Regions from separate parts of the Mus musculus genome. Here region 2 is linked to region 1. Evidence: chromatin contacts called from public Hi-C data. All regions are on one chromosome and are shown on one strand. The core of a region is the stretch at or near the end of the contact, and the rest is flanking DNA. Distances in the headings are between cores, read along the strand shown. Region 1 overlaps Kirrel3 (kirre like nephrin family adhesion molecule 3). Region 2 overlaps Kirrel3 (kirre like nephrin family adhesion molecule 3).

The links. A called contact is a pair of places that touch in the nucleus more often than the background predicts.
Region 2: a contact with region 1 is called in a Hi-C map of stem cell-derived primordial germ cell-like cells, with 2.0 times the contacts expected there. The contact joins two enhancer-like sites. A contact is called at or near these places in 1 of 39 promoter capture datasets (hippocampal neurons) and 19 of 484 Hi-C or Micro-C datasets (the N1E-115 cell line, cardiomyocytes, cerebellar granule neurons and 10 more).

Annotation. Positions count from the first base shown.
Region 1 is chr9:34,648,164-34,655,413 of GRCm38.p6, forward strand. All of the region lies in intron 1 of Kirrel3 (kirre like nephrin family adhesion molecule 3), which reads left to right. Among named protein-coding and RNA genes, the nearest start is that of Kirrel3, 160 kb to the left of the region's middle. Within about 2 kb of position 4,233, at least 2 of the 459 cell types and tissues checked have an H3K27ac peak or open chromatin away from gene starts, as enhancers often do. A contact at or near this core is called in stem cell-derived primordial germ cell-like cells, where this site is marked.
Region 2 is chr9:34,854,888-34,862,137 of GRCm38.p6, forward strand. All of the region lies in intron 1 of Kirrel3 (kirre like nephrin family adhesion molecule 3), which reads left to right. Gm45955 (a long non-coding RNA gene) reads right to left here. Exons shown (of 4, transcript XR_003948314.1): 3 at 6,113-6,971; 4 at 5,214-5,339. Gm33561 (a long non-coding RNA gene) reads right to left here and starts at 307. Exons shown (of 4, transcript XR_001779121.2): 1 at 1-307. Within about 2 kb of position 4,789, at least 6 of the 459 cell types and tissues checked have an H3K27ac peak or open chromatin away from gene starts, as enhancers often do. A contact at or near this core is called in stem cell-derived primordial germ cell-like cells, where this site is marked.

The DNA.
Region 1 (7,250 bases), core at 2,983-5,482:
ATATAGCTAAGTGAATACTGGTCTAAAACATTAGCAAGCTCTTTCCAATCAAACAAGAGAGAATAGAAAAAAACTATTAATTCATGGGTGGCTCACACACCAATTCCCTTTCACATCTGTTTCATGTCATAGGACTTTTGCTCTGTGCTCTTTTATGAGTTGCAGAATATCCCTCTTGGCTCAGTCAGTGCCCTGTGATGTCTCTCATGTATCTACCTACAACTTAGCTCAAGCTGGCCTGGACCATAGAGCTATGACTTCCTCCTGCCTCCACCTTACTGTCTCCTATCTAAGAGCCTTATCCCACTCTATGGAAGCCCCCTCTGCCTTCAAGTTGACGTCTGCCAGAGAGCAACCACTGCAGGGAAGCCACCTCAGTCAGTGAGAGACAGGGAACCTACAGATAAACCCTCCAGCTTCCTGTCACCTGAGGATGAAGGTGACATTCTGCACACTAACTGGGAGATCCAGGGAAATTGCAGCCGTGACCTCAGTAACATTTCTCCTGCTTGCGTCTCCTCTCTCCCCTTGCTCTCCTGTTCCTTTCATGTCTATTTCTAGTGACCTCCTCCCAGGCTACTCATCTTCCCACCACTACTCTCAGAGGCACCACATCACTCCTTCTGATCTTAAAAACTAAATATAAAGAAATAAAATGGAATTCTTAGAGCATAGACATCTAAACAGAGACCCTTTCAAAATCCTTCATGTCAGAGGCTGCCTCTGCTGGAGTATTCTTGAGAGGGCCTACACAACCTGTCTGCTAGGGTGCAGAAGATTAGCAGACCAGGTCATCAAGGGCAGGTGCCACCTAAGGACTGATGCTTCCCTGAAGATGACACTTTTGGTTCCCACTTATCTCCCCAGTACTCCCCCTGTTCTTTATAAACCATGTTAGACAGCTTTGTTTGCTACCTAAATGGCATTATGTTAAACTGCCACCTCCTAGGAATTGCAGCCCCCTTGTGGGCAGCACCCTTGTGTGCAGCCCCTTTGTGCAATGACCTCCAAGATCCCTGTGCAGGGGAGAGAACTCTACATAGAGAAAGCCACCCCAGCTGAGGCCAGGAGACTAACCTTATTTGATGGCTTTCCCAGTCACCACCTCTACCCCTCCATCTCATCAACTGGCCAGCACATCCTAGACTTAAGTGGAGAAACAGTACCCATCCTATGGGGTAGATGCAGAGATAGCTAGGACTCCGCATGTTACTACAGGCAGTATAATGTGTAGCAAGCCGGAATCTGTGATGAAGCATTGGATGCTTAAAACTGCTTCAACTAAATGAGTGTTTACTGCTGTATTTAGTGCTGTACTAAATGTTTCACATTGCTTACTTCATTTAATGCCCATGGTAATCCTTTGAGAGGAGTAACAGTATCTGCATTTACTGAGGAGAAACTAGGACAGAAAACATAAGGAATATTACTCCCTGGGGGTCACAAAGCAGCTAAGATTGAACCCTACTTGGTGTAATTCCTCAGACCCATTGCTCTGTTCACTGTACAAACCATTGGAATTGTAGGCACTGAAGAGAATATGACCAAAACAGGACCAGTTCAGCCTTTGAGGCAGTTCGTGCAAATAGAAGAGAATCAAGGCACTATCCCTTGCAGGACGCCTTCCTACACCTGCAACAGCTTCAATTTCTTCAGGTGGAAGGAAAAGCAAGAATACACATCAAAAAAGGGTCTTCAGCTCCAACACAGCTACTCCAGTAGTGAGCATTGCAGCCATACGCTGACGTATTAGCTATCCTTTAGAATGAGTTTCAAAGCCGTTTCAAATGAAACTCCTCTAAAGTACATTGCTATTTTCATCACCTCCAAGAGGTGATTCTCGAAACCAAGCCAACTTGCTCAAAGCAAGAATTCAATAAAATGTCTTCGTCTTGGAAAGGATTCAGTGAATCTTTAATATCTGGAAACTTGGACGGCCGGATGGTACTTTGCTCTTCTGCATTATTGATCTAAATATGAAACAGGAAAGTAGGGAAACACAGACTAGGTTAAAGGTAGCCAGGGTAGGGAGTACCCCATAAACAGAGCAAGGAACCCCCTATAGGCCAGGGCTTACCATAGTAATACCTACAGAGTGAGATGGGGTGAACCCCACTATTAGCTCAAATTTCAGCTTAACAGCTCTCGTACTGAAGCCAAACATTGTCCTTTGCAGAAGGATCATAAGTGAAATGTCCTCATGACTCATGTGGCTTGCAGGGGAGCATGGTAGACACTGTGATAGACACCCGTCCATTGCCAGCCTCAGTATTCGGTTCCCGTCTCTCAGCTTGTTCCTAGGAAGGGTAGGAACGGTGGGATGGGTGGAAACCCTGTAGGCTTGTACCTTGCGGCAGAGCAGACACATGGCTTTGAAAGGGAGCCAGCCTTTGCGCTTCACACCGTCTCCCGACACATCCAACAGATATTTCCCAGAACATTCAGTCCTGGAAGTTCAAAGTAGAAACAGCGTTTGAAAAAAAATTGGAGGAGATTCAGAGGAGAGAAAGAATGATGATCCAAAGGCCAGAGAGACAAAGGGACCCATTTAGTAAACAGCAGTAGAGACTCTAGCTAATGGGTGGTTAGAGGATAATGGGGAGAAAGGAGGCTGAAGGAAGTCAGCATAATGAGGAAGTAGACTGTGTCTCCGGTCTATGGTACACTCAGGCTTATTTACTCATTCTGCAGCTACTGAGCATCTACACGGTGCCAGGCAGTTAGGTGGCAAGGAAGCAAAGGTGACTGAAACAAGACAGAGAGTGTGCATTCACGTCTAGTGAGAGCAACCAACCTTAATAGTCACACAGAAATAAAGACCGACTTGCCACAGTGACAAAATGTTGCATGATGTACTCAGAGCTGTGGGCAAATCCCACAGGTGAAAGTCTCTTCAAGGGAAGTGCCTCAGAGATGACTACGAGGTACCAGGTACCGTAGTTCATCAGGCCCGAGGACGGGAGCAGTGCTCCCCAGACCTTCCAGGATCTGCACCAGGGGAAGCAGCTAGAACATACTAAACTCAAGTGGGGAGAAAAGAAAGGAAGTTTCTTAATGAAACAAAATGTCCTCAGTGGGGCTGCAGGATGCAGGAGACAGAAGGAAATGATGACTAAGTCTATCAACCCAGTATCCCTAGGCAAGTCAGAAAGGGTTCTTCACGCCCTGCAGGGAGCCTCACTCTGTGCATTGACAGGGGGAATTCAAGACAGTCAATAATCTTGGGAAGAAAAAAAATCACACAGCAGTATCCTAATGTTCCCCCTTAATAATAAAACCTACAACTTTTCCGATAGTAACAACAAGTGACTTGTGACTTTGCCGCCTATTAACATCACAGGTATTTTCACATTGCCTCTCTGTTTTTGTAGAAATCTCATAGTCTTGGTTATCTCCTTACCACTCGAAGTTACACAGGTTGTTAGAGCTGTGGGGAATATTGCTTGCGTGTTAGATTAATAATGAAGCAGGTGTTCTACTGCACCTCAGCCCTAAATATTTTTACAGTTGTATTTCAGTATCCTTGCTTTCATTTATAATTAATTGTATTTTGTTTTACATCTTAAAGCGTTACTGACAAAATGGCCCCCAGAGTGCCCACGCATGTGTCTAGAGGACAGAGGACAGACTCAGGTGTGGTTCTGCGGGGCTGCTTCTCTTTCTTCCGTTTCAGACAGGGTCTCTCATTGAGTATGGGACCCACCAAGTCTGGCTGACTAATGAGCCCCAAGGATCTACCTCGCTCTGCTTTTCCCGCTACAGGGTTACAAGCACTTTCCAACATCACACTGAACTTTAGATAAACAAACAAGCAAAAGACATGGATTTAACTCATGTCTTCCTGCTTGCATGCCTAGCACTTTACTGAGTGTGTCATCTCCCCAGCCCTCTAAGCCTAATTCCATGGGACATCTTTCTTAAATCCAGAAACCCTACTCTGTTGCTCTAGCTGGCACCCTATTGTTTGCGGACACTCTGCTGGGATTCAGAAGTCTGGTAGTTATACCTGGAACCTATGTTCAAAGCTATGTGTGACATAGGTCGGTTGTTGATACCCTTTGATCTCTGGTGCCTGACCTACAAAGCTGATAGCTTAATGCCTGGTTACCTTACGGAGCTGTGGCAGAAATGAATGAGACCAGCCAGTCACGGAAAGCACTAGGAGAGGCAGGTACTACTCCCTGGACCTGTTCTGAATTCATCCCAGGCCTAGGACTCTTCAGCTCATTTGCAAATCCAGACACCAGCTTGTAGGATGAGAAGGCTTTTTGTCTCCCTCCTGCTGGGTTGCTTAGAGATGGCTCTGACAGCTAGGTGCCAAGAGGAAACCTGGGCTTCCGTTTCCAGCCATGTCCCCATGGGCAACCCAGGCTGAGCCAGAGTTCACAAGGATCGGCATGAAAAGGGAAAACAATTTGTTCAGGAGCCCTAGAGTCAGATGCTCAGCATGCTAAGCTAGTGGGGGTTTTCAGCTTTAATCAGCATCAAGTTAATCTTATTTTGAGGGATGCTAAAGAGTCCAAAAAAAATCTACAGGTAGCTCCAGATAGTGATCCCTGGTCTTGGTTCCTCACTCCTTCTTCCTCGGGTCCCCCATCCCCCTCCTTCTAGTCCTCCTGGAGCCAGCCTGGCAGCAGGTACCTGGATTCTTCCAGATACAACCACCAGCATTTGCCCCATGCTTCATCTGGGCCAAGTCAGCAACCGAACTGCTTCTCTCTCTTTTCAGTCTTGTTATCGGTTGGGGTTCTCTTTTCTTTCTTTTCTGTTTTCCCCTCCATCTCCTGTTCAAATTCCTCTGAGTTTTATTCACCCCACAAATTAATTCATTGCAGCTAGTGGGATGACAGGTAGAACCTGGAGAGTGATTGCCCCACCCCTCCACCCCGTGTCCAGGACATCAGCCTGGTGACAGCAGTGACAAAGCCTTCTGTCTGTGGCAGGGACCCAACACTGCAACTGACTCCAGGTTCTGCTGTCTGAGCTGCTCAAAACCCCTTTGACACCTGGGCTCATTTGGGGTCTCTTCTGAACCCATTCAAAGTGCCTCTGGGTCTTCTCTAGACACAGCCATCAAGCCAGCCTGCATCCTAAATAGGATTTCCTTCTGCTTGAGGTTGAGAAAGTGGAAGTACCAAGCTGGAGGCCTCTGTGCCTAGTATGCAGAGCAATGCCCTGAAGCCAAAGAAGCCATGGTAGCTGGCCCAGTGTTCCCCAGGCCTCAACGTAGATCAGTGGTTTTCAACCTTCCTAATACTAGGACCCTTTAATACAGTTCCTCACACTGTGATGACCCACAACCATAAAATTATTCTTGTTGCTACTTTATAGCTGTAATTTTGCTACTGTCATGCAGCAAAATGTAGCCAAAAAAAAAAAAAAAAAAAAGTCATCTGTTTTCTGATCATCTTTTGGGGGTTGGGACTCACAGGTTCTCAACTGCTGGCCTTAGATTGAACATGGTGCTTTTTATAACAAAAGATTCAAATGAACACATTTGGCAAAATACCTTCTAGACAGTAAAATCTCAGGAACTGTTGGCTAAATGGTTGGAGGGAAGCATGCTGGGGGCTGGTATGGGGTCTTGGTTTCTCATCCCCAGAGTCATCTCTTGTAAGCACAGTCACAACTGCTTTGGCACCGCTTCCGTGAATAGGTCAGGTCACTGGAGAATCCTGAGTCTGAGCAGACTCTGACTGCTTTGATCTCTAAGATATGAGACTTTCCTGTCTCCACCTTTCAGTCACTACCCCTGGAAACACTTTCCAGAAGCCCTGGGTCTTCTTGATGGGTATGGTGAGAATGTGATGTAAGCTAGGCTCAGGCTCACCAGCCCAGTACACTCAGAGCAGGCATATGAGTAAAACTAGGTTGACCTGTTACCTGAGACCAGCTAAGTAACTCTGAGAGACCAGCTGGTGTGCAGCAGGAGGCCCAGTGAACCCAGCCTTGTCCACATTGCTAACCAACTGCTTGGGAGCTATGGGAACACAGTGGTTATTAGAAGTCACTAAGTATTGGGGTCATCTGTTGAGTAACTGCAGAAGACCTCAGTATGGTGTGGGTCCCAACAGCTGCCCAACATCAGACCATCTTAGGATGACAGATATTCCCCCATTAACAGCAATTAGCCAAAGCATGCAAGAGTGGTGCCTCCTGGGATTCATAGTCTGTGAGTGTACTACAGGTGTCACTGTCTAGCTTGCAGGCCTCCAGGTTTATTCAAAAGCAAAGTGAAAACACAGACTAGACTTTCTACAAGGGAGCAGCAGGAGCTGACTAACTTACTGAGGAGCCTCTAGTCCTAGTTAGGGGCTTCTGGTGAATCGGTGGCTAGGAGCAGAATATGAGTGGTTTCTATTTAAGCAGATAAGCCCGAGTTGTAAGCCTTTATTCATCTGATTTCAATCATGTGCATGCCTGGCCATATATAGACATAATATGGGAAAGTTTTCCCCTAAAAATTTGCTCAGATAATAGAGGCTGCCTTACTGCACAGATTCCCAGCACCAGTCTAGGATGGATATTTCCACTGCTTGACCCATAAAGGGAAGTTACAAGGGTATTGTTAGGGGGTTACTAGAGTTTTTAGGGAAAAGTGACCTGTTGCTTTGTTTGGAAATTCATGTGTCTAGCTCATTGAAGATGGCAGCACAACCCTGCTGAGCTATCCCCACAAACCACCTGCCTCACTTGGATTGAAACTGGTACCACGACACACACACACACACACACACACACACACACACACACACAGACACACACACACAATCCCAGAGCAGTAGCCAAGGCCCCTCACCATGCTTTTCATTTGACAGTGATTGTGTTTGAAGATATAATACATGCTATGTGCTTTATACAATAGCAATGCAAACATTCACACGGCCCTAAGCACATGTCAGCGTTCTAAGATTCATAGCATTATCATTAAATTCAACAAGCAATCCCACAGACAGCTCTTAGAATCAACCCCACAGAAGAATCAAATGCAGAAGGGGAGGAAATAAGAGAGGGAATACATGGGGGAACAACTAAAACTAAGGGCCATTTGAGGGGTTCTATGGAAACCTAATATAGTAAAATCTCCCTAAAATATATTCATATATAAAAGTGATCTAAATAGCATCACCAAATAATGGGGGAGTCAGAGCCCCATCTAGACATCTCTTCTTATTAAATGAAGATTCCAGTTCTGAGAATGGATTATATCGAATCAAGTTTTTGGCCAAAGAGGAACCATAGAGGACCCT
Region 2 (7,250 bases), core at 3,539-6,038, 210 kb after region 1:
CTTGCTTGCACACGAGTCTCTCCAACCTTACTGGTAATGTCTCCCGGTAAGACATTGCCTAGCTTAGCCCTGGCTTGCTGACAGCATCATCCATGGAACATTAATAAAGACACCAGAACCCAGGCACATTCACCCATCCCGCAGAGATTCTGGCTACTTTGACCTAAGGGCCTCAGCATTTCAGTGTACCTTTATTTTTGTTAAGAATCATACATGAGTACTGTGTTTATATCATTTCCACCCTCCCTCTCATTCCTCCAGTTCCTCCCATGTCTCTTCTCCTCCCTTCCAAATTCATGACCATTCTTTAGCCATTACTAATACATGCATTGGTGGGTGGGTGGGTGGGTGTATACATAAATACAACCTGCTGAGCCCATCTTGTGTTGCTCATAATGCACCTGTCTATGGGTGACCACGTGGGACGACTGTATAGCCTTTCAGGGGTTTGTCCCTAAAGAAGATTGGTTCTCTCAAAAGCCATTCATTGCTGGCAGCTCTTCATCTAAAATGAGGCCTGGGGGCTGGAGAGATAGCTCAGCAGTAAAGAGCACTGACTGCTCTCCCAAAGGTCCTGAGTTCAAATCCCAGCAGCCACATGGTGGCTCACAACCATCTGTCATAGGATCTGATGCCCTCTTCTGGTGTGTCTGAAGACAGCTACAATGTACTCATATAAATAAAATAAAGATTAAAAAAAAAAAAAAGGAGGCCTGGTGAGATCTCTTCCTCTCTTCCATCCACGTTGACGTGGTATACTGTTCAGAGCTCTCTGTGGAATTCTAGCAAAGAGTCAGGACTAAACCCCATCTCTTCTCACTTCACATTTCCTTCTGTGCTTGAGGAAACAGTCCGAAGAGTGGCAGCCATTCATCCAGGCTCGCACAATTATTTGGAAACAAGAAAAAACAAAAACAAAGCAAAACAGTTTTCCTACCTTCTGACTTCCAATCTAGGATCTTTTTTTTTTAATTATTCATTTGTTTTATATATATGAGTGCTCTGCCTTCACATACACTGAAAGAAGGAATCAGATCCCATTACAGATGGTTGCTATGTGGGTGCTGGGAATTGAACTCAGGACCTTGGGAAGAACAGTTGTTGCTCTTAACCACTAAGCCATCTCTCCATCCCCAATCTAGGATCTTCTGTACTAAGTTATCTGGAAATTAACATCCTAAGTATGGACCACTGGATGCAGTAAGGAAAAATAATAACAGAGCTAACTACTTCTCCAGCTTCTAAACCCACCACAGTAATTCCTCGTGTGTGTGTGTGTGTGTGTGTGTGTACATAGGGATTGAACCCAGGGCTTCCTGCATTCTACACACATTCTACCTCTGAGCTACACCTCAACCCTACCCTCTCCCTTCCTGAGTCTTCTCTGCTTCTCCCTCCTCAGCCCTGAACCCTGTCTTTAAATGCAATGTCAAAATGCCAGCCACAAAGGGAGACCTCTATTCAGTTTTCAGCCAAAAGAATTACACAGAAAAGAACCTCATCGTAAATCAAGAGCCAAAAGCAATTCTTATAACCAAATTAAGGCCCTGAGCATTCAGCAAGGCCTCTTTAGAAATCAAGTCGTCAGGTTCACTCCCCTGCTGGAGAAAGGCTCCAGAAGTGGGGGGTTGGGTGGGAGAGCAACAATATTAAAATTCCAGAAATGTAATCTGAAATAAATAAGTGATATTTTCTGGCCAAGGTAATACAGGGGTTTTAGTTCCCAATGTGATGGAGCTACTTTACATTTTAATAAATGCACATTGAGAAAATAATATTATTGCTCTGATATTGGGAGATTATTTGTGAACATAAAATATTAGGACTTGTCAGGAAGGCATTTATTTTCTCTTCCCTTCTTTTTCTGCTGCAATATTCTCTCACCTAATAGAAGATGATTGCAAAAATAATTATATCAAACTGTGGCCAACACATACAAAATAAATGGGGGAAAAATGAAGGTTATCTGGCGTTGGATGGGAAACATGAGAAAGGGGAAGCTCGTGGAAGCAGGGAAGGTAATTGTGCATCAATCAGATGATTACAGAGTGGGTGGGAAAATTAAGGTGACTGATTGGCTGCTAGGTGTTCTGATCCCAGATGGAAATCAGAACATGGATCGGAACTCATTAGCCAAATTATCCACTTCCTATATTCGTGTGCTTTAGAAAACAGTCTAACCTTACACTGTGTGTGTGCGTGTGCGCGTGTGTGCACTTGGTTCACAGAAGCCACAGCCAATGTTGATGGTGCTTGAACTTCCAAAATAACACTTACTGGGGTGTGTGCATTATCTGCAATGGCATTCTGTGATTTTTAATGTGCTTCTGAAGAAGCTTGTATCAAAACCAAATAAAAATAAAAGGGAGGACACCTCCCCCACAACTTACACACTCATTCATTTCTTTTTAAAAAAATCTAACCTGTAGGTGCCAGTCTATAATCACAGATATTTAGGAGGCTGACACGGGATTGCCATGAGTTTGAAGCCAGCGTGGACTAGTTTGAGGCTAGCAAGACTCTATCCTCCAGAAACTTATCTTCAGTAACTTACAAGTTCCAGACAGCTTGTTAGCACAGTCAGATAATGGGAAAGCACAGAAAAAAAAAAGTATAAGAGGATCAACACAGAAACGAACTCACTCTGATCATGACGGATCGAGCACTCATTGTATGCCAGGGTGCTGTAGCCTGCAGAGGCTTTGTGAACCCATAGACACACTGCTCTCTCCCTTGGAACCTGTATGATGGTGGAGATCGTCCACCACACAGACCAAACTGTGTAAATCCGGCAGTAACCAGCGCAGTGAAGAAAAAGGCCGTGTGAGATGAGCATTATGCTTAAGTGTGAGCGGAAAAAGAATTAGCATTGAAGACTTGGTCCCAGCAGGTGGCGCCATTGAGAGACTGTGTGGGCACTAACTCTATGGCTGTATTACTCGGTTCACACCAGAACTGGCTACTACTAAACAGTGAGACCCGGTTGAAGGAAGTAGACCCCTGATGCATACCTTGGAGGCTCTCTCTGTCTTGTCCCCAGTAGCACTTTCTCTTTCCTTCTCCTCCCGGCTTCACTCTCATTCCTATTCCTGTGCTCTCTTGCTCTGCTCCCTGGCTGCCAAAAGGTGAGCTGTTGTGCTCCACTGTGCCCCTCCCTGTTTTAAACTTCCCCTTCAAGGCCCACAGCAAGCATCATAGCTGACCGCTCTGAAACCGGGAACCAAAACAAATCTCTCTATCTCTTAAGTTGTTTCCAGTATTTTGTCACAGCAACAGTTGGCTAGCATAACGCGGTGATTGGGAGTGTGCAACAGGCCTGCCAGAACCAGGCTCTGAGGAGCCCCGTGGAACAGTGTGTGGTCTGAAGGCAGGCAAAGAGCAGAGCAGCGCACTGTTGGCAGCCGAAGCCAATGAGCCAAACTCAGACATAAACTTGGCTAGGCCAGATCTAAGACAGCAGATGGGAGAGAGGCAGCCCCGATAATCAGGGCGTACATAGGGGGCTACTGTGCCCTTGGAAGCTAGAAGTAAGGGGCGGGGGGGGGGGGATAAGACCTGGTGCCTGCCATCTCTGTCACAGATGGTCGAGAGACCTCCGTGTAGGTCTTAGAGATGTATATCCAATAGTCAAAACTTCCCAAGCTGGTCCCCAGTGACATGGCTAAAGCTGCAACATCTGGAATAGTGTTCTTGGCTTTCTGAGAAAACAGCTTTGTCCATACCTAAATAGAGACCACTGAGGTCAGTTCCACTGGCCAATGCTCTGAGGGAGGTGGTAAGCTTTCCAAGAGACCCAGAAACAGATGCACCCAGGCAGGACCCATCCTCCCACATGCTACCTGAAGTCCTAGCCCACAAAAGCAAGGGAATGGCCCCTTCAAACTTTCATTATTGGCTCCCCCAACCCCTTTGGTCATAGCACCAGGTCATGTGTTTGCCCAGTGGTCCACAAACCACAGCTCCTCTTCAGACTGAGTGACAACAATGTTGGTCATTATCCCTTCCTTATTGTCATGAGGTGGAGGACAGGCCAGGTTGGCCTGTCATTCTTGAGCCTCATTGCTTTGGAAACTGTTCACCAAAATATTCTTGCAAATGGGACATCAAAATGAACCCCAACCTCCAGGCACCATCCCCAGGCTGTCTTGAAGCAGGCGACAATGTGCATAATGGCTAACAGCACAGGCTCTGTAAGTAGGTCAGACTCATCTTTGCAACTGAACACATGTGTGACATTGGCCAGTTTACTTAACTTTGCCAAATCCGTTCTTTCATTAATAAGCTGAAAATCATCACAATACCTTTCAACAACATTGCTTGTTCTGTGGATCCAATGAAGCTACTATGTTTATAAAAATTTTACCTCATCTTCTGTTACACAGTAAATGGACAGTTGGTGTGACCTGTTCACAACAGAGAAACTGGCACAGGAAGAGTGGGACCCATGTGTGGGTGGCTTTCAGCCCTGGCTGCATGTTACATCACCCTGGGCCTGCCACCTCAAAGCGACTCCTCCAAACAATCAAATCTGCATTTCTGCTCAGGAATTAGGGGTCAGAGTTTTTACAGCTCTTTCAGGTAATTCCAACTTGCAGCCAAGGTTGATGGTCACCAGGACACGACCCACTACCCCAGTTCTTTCCAGATCCATTGGGGATCAAGTTTCTGTAGGTAAACATACTTCAGAGGTTCCCAGAAAAGAGCTTTGTGCCAAGCTGTCCCTGAAGGGCTCCAGCAGGCCAGAGCATGGCAAACATGACACTGTCCCTGCCTTTCCTTCCCCCTTACTAAATACCTTTAGCGACATAGCCACCTAGGTCTATTTCCTTATTTGGTCACTTCCCATCCATTACCAGCCCTAATTAACATGCCCAATTAAAATCAAACATCTCCTTCTCGCTCCAGGGTTTCCCCCTGTTCCCTTATCAACTACCTTTTGCCTATCAGCCATGTCTGCCTTCTTTCTCCAGAGACACTTTTGTCTCTCCCAGGGTAAATACCCCTCCCTCTCTTCCTTGCCCCTTCTCTTCTCCCTCATCCTCTATCTGCCAGTCTTTGTCTCTTATTCCCTGCCCTTTGTCCTTCTGTGACAAATAAATCTCCTTTTACTGAGAACTTGGTCTTGGTGTGTCCTGTTAGATTGTCCTTTTCAGTCACCTCGTTCTACATTCAGACTCATTTGTCCACTACCCCTCCCTCCCCCCCCCCCCACGCAGTGACCCTGCACTTGCCTTTCACAAAGTCGTTTGTCTTGACATCTCAGGTAGGTTGAGGAAGAATGCCTCATGCACGTCTTAAGGCAGGCGTAGCTCTGCTCCGTTGTCCATGCTCAGGACAGTCTAAGGGAAATCATACAGAATGAGTACCACATAAATAATGTCTAGCCAGTTCAGCCACCAGTCCCAGGAGAAGACACCCATCAGTTCTCCTGACCTGAGGGCAAGCTGCCTAGAGCCACACAGGTGTGGCTCTTGATTCCTTATGTTCATCAGAAGCTGCCCCTGGCCCTATTTCTTCTTGACATTTGGGCCTCAGCACATAGGGCACATGCAAGTCAGTGGGCAGTCAGCTAGGGCTCCTCAGCTTAGCACCAGTCTGTGTAGTGTTCAAGTTGGCCATGGTGTTAGCTCTTCCCCCAACTCTCCTATGGTACTAATTGCCCTCCATATCTCTTTCACAACAAATACCTCTCTGGTGTGACTGCCTCTGCCTCCAACTCACAGGGGTGACTCATTTATTTAATAGGATGCCAAGCAACTTCGATGAGCTGCCTGCCTGCCTACAATAGGTGGCTGCAGGGTTCTCGGAGGACATGCCCCCTGCACAGCTTGTCCTCCATGTTAAGTCGCTCATCCCATGCCAGAAGCACCAGGTCTGAGACTCCAAGAAATGCAAGCTGGAGCTGGTAACCAGGAGGCAAGGGGACCCAGCACTTTGCTTCTAACTAGTTTCTCCTTCCCCATTCCTGTACTGGGGAGAGGGGAGGATCTTATTGCAGCAGGGCCAGGTGCCCGGATCAGCTGATCAGCGCAGGGTGCCTTCAGAGCTCAAAAGCAAGAAGCTTTGTGACTAAGGAAGCCATTTGGGGAGGGGCAATCGTAGTTTTACCTACCTGGGAAGATGCTGGTGGAATGCCAGACAGGCACCTCCTAGGGACAGAGGAAGGGCACCAGAGGCTAAATGTAGCGGAAAAGCAAGGTTAGTGAATTTAATGAGGTGATCTTAGGCAGCTTAATTCTCGAGATAGCCTGGGGCTAGAGGAGGAGCCCTGCTCAGGAAGTCTGAGAGTTAGATGTAGTCCACTAATTAGATCTCACAAAGCCTTTGGTTTGTGTGTGTGTGTGTGTGTGTGTGTGTATGTTTTAGTCATGTTTGCACGGGCTGCCAGGTGGGTGGGAGGCTTTTTGGATGGGGGTTTCTCTAATCTCTCCTTTTTGCAATCCTGCCTTCCTCCCTACCTGCCCTGAAAGAGGCTCTCTACCACCCACACTCACTCCAGCTACATTTCTACAATCGGTACACAAACCAAGCTACCACGCCCACACTTCTGGGTTGGTGAAATACAGGGCTGAGAATGATGCCAGAGACATCGTTCACAGGGGCTCCACATGCCCTTGGACTCTGCTGAGACTGAGCAGCCGAGATAGTGCCCAGACAGTCCCCTCTCCCTTACCAAACCACCTCCCCCATTGTGATGACCAGGGCGCCTCGCTGCACCTATGGGCTATAAGCTCTCAATCAGTGACTGAGGTTCACCTTGCTCGACTAAACCCAAAGAGAAGGAAGGGGAGCTCCCAGGAGGCAGGTGGCCCATCAGCAAGTCATGAAGGTCTCAGTTTCTCCACCTGTAAAGTGGCTGGCAGAAGAGGCCATGGCTGGAAGGATGCAGAATGGGAGCTTTGCTTTGACCTTGCTAGGAAGGCTGTGGATGTCATGTCTGGGCTCTGAGGACAGTAGAAGCCACTGAATGCCTACATAATTAAGAACAGCCAGCAATTAAGAACAGCAATAGGAAGGACATCTTTGGACCTGGAGGCAGGAGCTGAATGCCTGCTCCCAGGAGATGACCCACCTGTGGAGAGCCTGCTCCCCCCAGTGGAAGGAGGCTGCTATGGCCAGCTAGAGGCCTGCACCCTGTGAAGAAGGCAGAGGAAGGCAAGTCTGTCCTTTCTCTCCCATCGAAGAGCTGGCACACTTAAAACGGAAAGCAGACCCAGCCCAATCAGACCTGATGGTTCTGTTCAAACCAT